2 separate regions of the Lactuca sativa genome follow, and region 1 is linked to region 2. The links are chromatin contacts, called in public Hi-C maps. All regions are on one chromosome and are shown on one strand. Each heading gives the region's core, a stretch centred on a gene start, on an enhancer-like site or on the middle of the called end of the contact. The rest is flanking DNA. Distances are from core to core; before and after follow the strand shown.

Evidence for each region. Hi-C and Micro-C count contacts between places; a contact is called where the count stands out from the background.
Region 1: a contact with region 2 is called in a Hi-C map of leaf, with 4 times the contacts expected there. The contact joins the promoter of LOC111918303 here to the promoter of LOC111918316 in region 2. A contact is called at or near these places in 2 of 4 Hi-C or Micro-C datasets (leaf and seed).

Annotation. Positions count from the first base shown.
Region 1 is chr8:279,937,343-279,942,949 of Lsat_Salinas_v11, reverse strand. It overlaps LOC111918303 (protein SRC2), which reads right to left and starts at 2,426. Exons shown (of 1, transcript XM_023913984.1): 1 at 1,860-2,426. The coding sequence starts at 2,426. The coding sequence ends at 1,860. LOC111918313 (a long non-coding RNA gene) reads right to left here and starts at 731. Exons shown (of 12, transcript XR_006186099.1): 1 at 425-731; 2 at 257-333; 3 at 21-74.
Region 2 is chr8:279,616,362-279,621,659 of Lsat_Salinas_v11, reverse strand. LOC111918316 reads left to right here and starts at 2,254. Exons shown (of 5, transcript XM_023913995.3): 1 at 2,254-3,161; 2 at 3,286-3,394; 3 at 3,503-3,623; 4 at 3,733-4,404; 5 at 4,698-5,298. The coding sequence starts at 2,966.

The DNA.
Region 1 (5,607 bases), core at 1,177-3,676, 320 kb before region 2:
AAACAATTTGGTGTAATTACCCTGCTAATGCTACCACAACAAGATAGAACAACATGCTAATAATAATAAATCCCCTGCAAACAAACATAAGGAGATATGAAGATTACAAAATGAAAATTACTTCATTATTGGATTGTGATCATAGAAAGCAAAATAGGTTTATGATGAAAAGAAGATAAACATGTAGCATTTGAATAAGCGTATCGCCAGACGAATAGGAAGTAGACAGAGAGAGTAAAAGGGAAGGAATAAGTACCAATACCTCCGCCAGCTCCGGCAAGGCCTATCACGACAATGTTCGACATTCCTCTCCGTCGATGATTTCTGTGAGAGCTATGAAACCATAGAAAATCACAAATTCAATTTCAAACACATAATTGCTGACATAAACCCCAATTCCAGTTTCTAACCTAGAATTACTAACCTAGGTCGCTGGAGTGGGACTTGTAATTGTTAGAATTCGTAACCGGAGGTGAAAAGGAAGCCTGTAGTTAGAATCGTCGATGTTGAAGCAAATCTTTGGCAACTAGCATGAGGATCTGTGGAGAGGGGAAGAAGATTTGACGGTAGTGAGAGGTGAGGAAGTCGCCATGGGAGAAGGGAAGAATCTGTGATCGATCGATCGAGAGAGACTGATGATTAATCTATTGAGCATGCATCAATGAAACGAAGGGGCTGTTCTAATTTTTGGCATAGAGAGCTATGAGGACGACAAGTCGTCCTTATAACTATCCCCAAAACGACGTCATCCCTTTATTTCCGTCAAAAGATTTAAAAATATGTTAATTTTTTATTTTTTGTTATTTATTGGAGGGATAAGTCGTCCCCATAGATGTTTCAAGAACGCGCCAAATTCACTTTCTTTCCTTCTTAATATGTTAAAACGAGATGTCGTCGTTGTAGCATCAAAAGTCAAAAACAATTAGTCAACTCTATAGCAACGACATGTCGTCTCTATAGATCTCGTCTCTATAGGTGCTTATTCTTGTAGTGATTGTCTAGTTTGAATTTGAAAAACAAAATCAAGACAATTGTATAGTAAAGAGTTTTGAATGTATAATCCGCCCTTATTCAAGACAATTGATTTTCATGGGATGGGAAATTTGAAAGCAGGCATGTATATTCAACCAATTCGTTCTCTTAATGAAGAAATATAATTGTAAAGGGCATATATATATATATATATATATATATATATATATATATATATATATATATATATATATATATATATATATATATATATATATATATATATATATATATATATATAATCCACCCTTATTCAATACATTTATAGACAGTTATGTAGCCTTGTAAGCAATGGCAGACCTTAGTGGGGCATTTAGGGTCCCGGGTCACTGCTCAATTTCCGGCATGCATTTTAAATTTTTTTTTTTTGGTTTTTCTGTTAGGTGCATCCGCTTGAAGTATGATGGACACCCCTACTAAAACAGTCTGCGTCCGCCACTGCTTGTAAGACATGCTTTTGGGTGGTCGCGAGAGATAGGGTGGAGGCCTAGAGGGTCAATTGTTGCAGAGATGGGCAGGGATGGGATGGTCTCTTGTTGTATAAAGAAATAAAGGTGTAATTTTGTAAAAAAAAATACAAATAGATACACGTTTACAATAAACACAAAAGCAACATAATTGATACCATACAGCCATACACATACAAAACCGAATTAAAGCAAATGAAGCCATGCAAGCAACAACAACTTAAAACAAATTTATACCACATCCATAAAGTCCTAAACTTAAGCAAATTAATGACACCATGTAAATTAACACCTTCGCATTTGACATAATTTTGGGCAGCATTTGTGGACATACTGCCTACTTCCATCTTCGGGTTTGATTCACTCGATAAGGCCATCCAACCCCAGCGCAAATAGTACCACATACTGAGCTCCTAAAGCACCAGTTTTTGTCACGTTCTTAGCAAGGTTTATCACTTTATCGCGTTTTCTCTTTTCGCAAGGATCTGTTGCATGGCTGATGCCAGTGCCATCATCCTCATCCACATCCAATTTCGAGAATTGATGTGCAAAAATGATTTCTCCCTTTTTTTCACCGGATGGTATGGACAACCGGTAACTACGTTTACCAATGGAAGCATCAGCATCGAGAAGATCTGCAAAAGGCACTTCAACTTCTCCGATATACCGGTCAAACATGGCCCCTTCGTGCTTGATCTGGATGAAGAGACTGTACTCTCTCTTCACAGGAACAATATGGAATTTAACGGAATAGTTCCATTCTGGATAACAACCAGCCTTTTCTGCGACAGGTGTTGTTATTTTTTGGGACTCCTTTCCATAGCCGGCGATCCAAACTACAGCATAGGGATCCATGGTTCCAAAGTGTTTGACATCTTTGAGATCCTTTGCGTAATGGATGACAAGGGTTAACTCGGCGGACTCCATTCACTACTAGCTAGCTAACATAAGACGATAGTAACACGAAAGTATGTTATATAATTATACACCGGTTGTGGGTTGGGTTCGGGGTTTTTTGGAGTAGGGCAACGTGTCACATGAGGATTGGAAGGTCAAATATATCGGCCAAGTCATAGAACCCATGCAACAACGTCACCAGTTGTACGTACTCAGTGAGTTTATAAACATACGTCCAGAACCATGATTGATGCTTTGTGGTTGCTATTGTGCGATATAGTCGCCTCCGTACCAGAAACAGACAATATGGTAGGGCTAGATTGCAAATAACCATGCACCATATATATTATGTGTTCTTGAATTCTTTCTCATAGATTGACATTATGTGTGGTAAAGATGCATAGGAATTGTTTTAAAAAATAAAACATGTTCTCTTATCAAAAGGATTTAGTTAACACTACAGAAAAACGATTTTAAGCGGTGACAAAAATCACTGCAAAAAGTTAAATGTCGCCATTAATAAGGCAGTCGCCGATAATACCTTTTATCGTAGGTAATAATCACTTTTTTTAAATCAGCCTTTTTTGGATGCAGATAAACCGATACGTAGCAATATTAATCGCCGAAAACACGAAAACATTAGATGCAGAAAACAAAATTAAATAACAACATCCAATTAAGTACCAAAGTGTTATAATTCTATGGGTAAATTACACCATTCGTCCCTCGTGTATGTGCCAAAAAACACGTTTAGTCCTTATTTTCAAAAATTAACTCGGACCGTCCCTAGGTTTGTTTTTTCTTGCTCGCTTAGTCCTTATTGACATAAAATGACTATTTTGCCCTTAATAATTTGTTTTTTTAATTTAATTTAATTTATTTATCATTTTAAATTAATAAAAGAAAAGAAAAATAAAAAAATATTATGTCCAAACCCACCCACCCCTCATTTCCCTTTCCCATATTCTATCCCTCTTTCTCACCTATTCATCTTCCTTTCGAACTCATTATCCTCTCTAACGATCGGCACCCTGAAGCTACTCCGATGAGATCATGAAACCATCCACCCTCAATGCACGATGTAGAACAAAAGCAATAGCAGAGCGAGAAAGAAGCTAGTGGCGGTTCAAATCTGTGTTTGAGATAGGAGTTTCATATTTAGCGGAGCTGGTGGTGTTTAGGGTGGTTTGCGGCAAAAAAAAATCCTCCCTTTTTCTCCTCTAAACCCACTGATCAGAGAGAGAAAGAAGTTGAGGGAAACAAAATCGATGAGGAAGAGGAGATTAAGGAGATCGGTTTTACGGAACTAAAATAAAATCCTCCATGTGTCACCTCCAATCCACCATCGTCCTCCCCTGCTAGCCACTGACGTTGTAATCCATGGATTTACACTTCGTGGATCTCCACTCCGTCGATATGCACGCTAGAGATCGTCTCTTTGAACTCTTCTAGGTGCTGGTGTAGGAGACGTCTGGTTTAGAGATGAAGAAGGAGACAAATGGGGTTAGTGAAGTCTGGTCGGAGGCGGAAGGGGACAACGACGTCTGAACAGAGAAGAACATTGTCTTCCCCATTTTGATTTTGCCCTAATTCTGGATTGTTTGCATCATAATTGGTTTGTTTATATTTTTTGGGTTTTCCAGAAGTGATGATTGAGCGATGACAGGTGGTCTTCAAAGGGGGTGGGGTGATCTGAGAGCAGATTTATGGCGGCGGTGATGCAGGTTTTCGGTGGTGCTATAGATGCCCGATGAGGGTGGTGGTTTAGTGTTCTTCAAAAAAAAAAAAAAAGAGCAAGAGCATGTAAAAGTGTTAGGTTGACCCACAACTTTAATTAAAATGTTTTTTAATAATTAAAAAAATTAAAAAGGGCATTTTGGTCATTTCAAGTCTCATAGGGGATGAAACATGCAAATTTAAACTAACGAGGGATGAAGTGTGCAAATTTCTACAATATAAGGGATGACCCGAGTTAATTTTTGAAAATATAGACTAAACGTGCTTTTTGGCACATGTATGAGGGACGAATGGTGTAATTTACCCTAATTTCATACACATACCAAAATAAACAACAAAAGTGTTATAAATTTATGTCATAACAAGTCTAACAAAACACAAACTAATTTGACAAACCATCATCTGCACTCCCTTCCTTCTTTAGCATAAAATAAGTAGAAAGTAAGCTAGAATTTTATCTAAAAAAGCCACATCAAAACTCTCTAACAACCTAGCACTCTTTGGATCCAGGGAAACTCGATCCAAATCAAACTTTGTCTACAAAAACAAAAAAGTTAGCTAAGTAAAAACCATTCATAATTAAACATATAGAATATTCTTATATAAATAATTACCCTTATATGTTGTTTTACTATATCCTTTAACGCGGGGGAAGCTTTTTTCCAACTTCTTCTATCAAAAGGGACTATTTGCCACATTATTTTTCCAATCTCATGTGTAAACATGTCTTTTGGTTCTCCTACGAAATCAAATGTAATATCCCTGTCGTAGTCTAAGTCTATTGGTTTGCCTTTATTATTTACGAGCGTCTTTTCGAGCTTTATATTTTTGGCTTTTCCTATGACTCTCCTCAGTGGATCAGCTACAAATATACGTAAAAATTATTGGAAACAATATTTTATAATAACTGAATAAAAATAGTAAATAAAAATTTATAATAAGACTTACCATCCTGTTCATGTTGACCAGGACCTCTACCGCCTGGGTATGGTGGATCCTCGACTCCATCGCACCCTTGTCCACGACCTATAATAGCAACCATGGTGCAAAAAAATAAGATTCAAGTCAACGCCATTACATGAAAAATTATAAGATAAGCAGATACAATTTCTAGTACAAATACACATTACATAGGAATAAACATTTTTATTTCCACTAGGAATCCAAATAAAGTTTCTATTACAAATACACATACATTCACATACATATACCACATTACATACAAATACACATATACATACATAATACACTAATGTTATCCACATTGCATACAAATACACATATATACATAATAAACTATACATACTTAATAACATCCTACTTATACCAAATACACATACTTTCACATAGATATACCACATATACACCAAATACACATACATTTACATACATATATCAAATACACAATGACATCTTACTTATACCATATACACATACTTTCACATACATACATAATAGCATCATACTTATACCG
Region 2 (5,298 bases), core at 1,005-3,504:
AGCATACTAGGTGGCCTTCACGTTCCTTCCATGCACATAAGTACGCCGAGCGTACACATAATTACGCCCCACGTACTTAATTGCCACACATTTCACAATGAGGACTAAACTTGCCAAAACTTCAAACTATCATAGCTCCTTCGTTACAAGTCCGTTTCCAACGAACCTTATATCCCCAGAAAGGTGGTGAGAAGCCCTACACTTCTAGCAACACATCACAGCCTCAAAGCTCCACAAATAAAACTCAAAATTCATAAATGATCGATCAAGATGTTACATTTCAGTAGATCTTGACAAGGTGAAGGCATGGCCATACACATCCTCACGTATTAGACTTATGATTTCTCGGAAACTCTGATAATGTGAACATTTTAGAAACTATGTTGAAATAGATTTTGATTTTTAAATAATGTTTTGGGGACAACGGTTTTTGTTAACAGTTCTATAGAAAAAATGGTTGCTTTGAAAAGTTTAAATTTTATGAAATTTTTGGGACGTTACAATTAATTCGTGAATTTTATGTACTAAACTATGAATTAATTGTATTAAGAGTTTTAAGTTGATAATATGATTGTAAATGCATAATTTGTGTATTAAACCGCAGATTTTTTTTGTATTAAACTATAAATTTTGTGTTAAGCTGTGATTTTGAGGTTTTAAACTGTGAATTAACTGCATTAAGCTGTAGATTTTCTGTTTAAACTGTGAATTGACTTTATTAATCTGTGAATTATGTATTTTTAACTGTGATTTTTGTGTTATAAATTGTGAATTGACTGCACTAAACAATGAACTTTCTATTTAAATTGTGAATTGAGTGTGAATTTTATAAGAATTTTATGTTAATTATGAATGATATATGTATGAATGTTTGTACTAATTTCTAGTGAATATATTTATTTTTTGTTGTATAAATATGTAAAAATGTATTTGTTTTTATAATTATTTTCCATTACACTTTGAAAATGTGAATTAATTGGTTTATTAAATTGTGAATATAGTATTTAAATATCAATCAATGATTTTATATATATATTTGATTTGGAAAAAATAATGACTGCAACAATGACACGAGTGCTTGGTGGTGATGTATGGTAGTTAGCCGTGGTGGCGGACGAATCTGAGTTTGACTTCTTTAAATATATGAATTAGTATATAATGGATTGTATAATGTCATGTTATGAATTTTATGAATTTAACTAAAAATGGATTGCATTAAGTTGTATATTTTATATAAATTTTGTGTTAAACTATGTATAGAGGTATGCATGAAAATATTAAACCGTGTATTAGTGATTTATTATGTTTATTAAACTGTGAATATTTCTTATGCACGATATATTTTCTAAATAAATCTACAATTTAGAAAAAGGAAAATTGATTTTTTAAATCATAATTCTAATTTTTGCTAAAATTTGTATATTTTAGCTGTAAAATTAAAAAGTATTACCAAGAAAATGGGAGCTACAATATTTGTTTTATTAAGCTGTGAATATGGATACAAAACTGCTATTGAATTTAATGTTAATATGGTGGCGGTCCAGCCACGCTCCGGTGATGATCCTAAGATGGTCCGACGATGGTCTGTCGATAAATGTCAAGCAGTTTGTAAACTATGAAATGAAAAAGTTTGCTTAATACAATATAAATGTTAGATTTGTCTAAAATGCTTTTAATGAAAATATTTAAAATAGTGGTTCTTAAGTTCTCATTTGAGCCTCTCCCTCTTTATATATATATATATATATATATATATATATATATAAATAAAAGATCTAAAATTTAAAAATGTTATGTATATAACTATAATCCGTCAAATAAAAAACACTAGTTGTGAGACCCATTTATTATTATATTTATTAAAATATTATATGAAATTTAATAAAATAGAAAAAATCATAAAATGATATGTAAAAAAAATTAATTCAAAATAACCACAAAATGATATTTGGCAAATTAAATAAGATTGTGATAAGTGAAAAAAAAAACTTTCATACGTAAATGATAAATTGTATTAATTTTAACACGTACTAACCAAAAATACAAGATCAGAACGGTCAATGTGAAAATTTCTTTCGAAAATAAATATTTATGGTTAACAAACAAATAATAGTTTAACTGAAAATAAATTAAAAAAAAAAAAAAAAAAAAAACATAACTTTGATTTATATCGCTTTCTAAATTGCATGAACGTATTATTGATTTGTTTATGATATATTTGTACAAAAGTTGGTTACAAGGTAATATGATTATTTTATTGAAAAAATAGATTAAAAAAAGTATGAACAGCAAACATGCTGAACTGGGACAGAGAATTACAGAAAGAAAGAAAGAAGCAAAGCAACAGCTGCACTTGTGCTACCTTCATCACCTCCACTTTCTCTCTCTCTCTCTCACCGTTTCTCCATCAACACTCCACCTCTCTTCACGTGACTCCCCATCCTTCTTCCCTTTTTCTTAGGGTTTTCTCAACTGCAATTTTGATTACATTCCACCGGCAGATTTCCTTGATCCGCCCAAATCCCAAGCAGATCCGACAAATTGATTCCTTTCCAAACTTTTATTGCACTACAACTTGCCTCTGATTTCGTGATTACGTCCAATCAGGTTGGTTTACTGGTTGTCGTTCTATCGAATTTGACTTCCGTACGGGTAAGTCAACAGGTTGGCGTACAGGAATAGAAGAGAATATTAACTTGTGGTTAGGTTCGAATTTGACAACAGTTTGGGCATATTTTATGCTTTAACTATTAGTGGATCTAGTGATTTCGAAATATTCTTAGCTGGTGAGGTTTCTGATGCTTACACGGTTGATATATATTAAATTGGAGTGTTTTCATCGGAAATAAGCTGATTTCTGAGGCTTTATCGCATCAAATTAGAAGTTGGAATTGAATTGATGGTGTTTTACGGGAATGGGATTGAATTGGGGAACAATGGTCGTTGAAAGAGTTAGGTAGCCAAAATGCCTGCTTCACCAGCAATGAGATTTTCTCCAGGGAGGGAATCAAGGGCTGATAATCACAAGAGAGGGCGTAGTCTTGAGAACGGAGTAGTTTTCAAAGAGAGAGATGATGATCTTGCTTTATTCAATGAGGTGCAAACTAGAGAACAAGACAATTTCTTGCTTCAGTCTAATGATGATTTTGAAGATACTTTCGGTAATTTCTTTAGCTTTTCTTCATGTGTATATTCAAAACAACGTACTTTTATATGGGAATTAGATATTTGTTACTTATTGCGTCTCATACATTCTTCTTTTTTTGTCTACTTGCATTTTTGCAGTGACCAAGTTACGCGATTTTTCTGATCACAAGCTTGGAATAAACATTGCTGCTAGAGGAGAAAGTAGCGACTTCCTCAATACAGAAGAGGAAAAGAACGATTATGAATGGTTGGTATTCATTTGCTTCTTATCTTTAACTACATATAAACTGTTGCATCAGATCATCTCAAGTTAATTACTCTCCACTTTATACTAATTTCTTTTATGCTAATGAAGGTTAATAACTCCACCTGATACCCCTCTGTTTTCCTCATTGGATGATGAGACACCTCAAGTTATTCTTCCACAGAGGGGAAGGCCACGTGCTCAACCCATCTCACTCTCAAGATCATCCACAGTAAGTCTTATATATCCCAAGCTAATCACTATTCATTAACACACACTAATGTGTTCAAACATATTCATCATAACCCTTAATCTATGTGTGTAATCTAACTTAACTACAGATGGAAAAGCATCAAAGAAGTAGTAGAAGTAGTCCAAGCCCAAATCGCCTAACCCCATCTCCACAATCTAGTAATATCACATTTCAGCCTCCCACTAGATCAAAGAGACCATCTTCCCCATCAAGTAAACCTTCAACACCACCTCCAGCTTCACGAAGATTAAGCACAGGATCCAGTTCCATTACTACCAAGGGTATTTCGGGTATTTCACCTGTGAAGACAACAAGAGGAAACTCAGCTTCACCCAAGATAAGGGCATGGCAGGCGAACATTCCTGGTTTTTCCACAGAAGCACCTCCAAATCTGAGGACATCTTTGGCTGATAGGCCAGCATCATATGTACGTGGGTCCTCACCAGCTTCTAGAAGCAGTAGACAATCAATGTCACCTACTCCTAGAAGCATTAGTTCATCTCATAGTCATGATAGAGATAGATTTAGCCCAAGGAGTAAAGGGTCAATTGCGTCTTCTGCTGATGATGATGTTGAAATTGAATCTCTGCCATCTGTTTTTGTTGTTGATGTCTCACAAAGGTTGAATTCAAGGAAACTCGGTGGATTTCAGAATAATAGTCATAATAATAATAAAGCTTCTTTTTCTCAAAAGACAAACAGAACAGTTTCTTCTATCTCTGCTCCTAAAAGATCATTTGACATGGCACTTCGACAAATGGTAATGTTTTTGCTTTGTAGATGTTAATGACTTAATTCCATTCCCCTTTTCTTTGAAATTTTATCATTAGCATATATAAAATCCTGTATGGATAAAGTGGCTGAATGGTAATGATAAGGTCTATTTCTTTTCTAGAATGAATAAGTTGTCTGAATGAGATTAAATGACCATTTTACCCTTACATTTCATGAATCAAGTTTTACAATATTGATGAATCAAGTAAAAAAGAAACATCCATGTATCATTTTATGTTTTATGATGAAGTTGCTGAATGTCTTAATGTTGTTGTGTAGGATAATAAAAGAGTTCCTCAAAATATGTTCAGACCACTACTCACCAGTGTCCCTAGTTCAACATTTTATGCTGGAAAATCAGCTCCTGTTTGGAATTCTTCTGTGACAACTAGCAGCAATGCAAGTTCTGATCTTCCCACAACTTATGCACATGAAATTCAAGAAACTCAACTAAACGATGATGAAGCAACAAGTGGATCATGTGTAAAGTTGCAAGATTCTTCTTCTTCTTCTTTTGTTGATGATCAAGTATTTATATCCGAAAAAACCGATTCTTTGACTGAAGATATGACAAATGAAACGCATGAAATTTCACCAACTCTTCAGCTTGGTGATTTGAAAGATGGGGTTGAAAATCTTGCAGATTGTGATACTGAAACGTGTGTAGTTTTAGATGATGATTTTAAAGACACAGAAGTTGAAACCCTAAAGGATATGTTACTTTGTTCCAGATGTGGTTGTAGATACTCTGATGATTTCATACAATCAGAAAAAGAAATCAAATTATGTGAAAATTGCCAAAATTCGTATCCATCATTGAAGCCTCAAGCAGAAGAAGTCAACATATCAGATGAAGATCATGAATCATTCAACACAATGA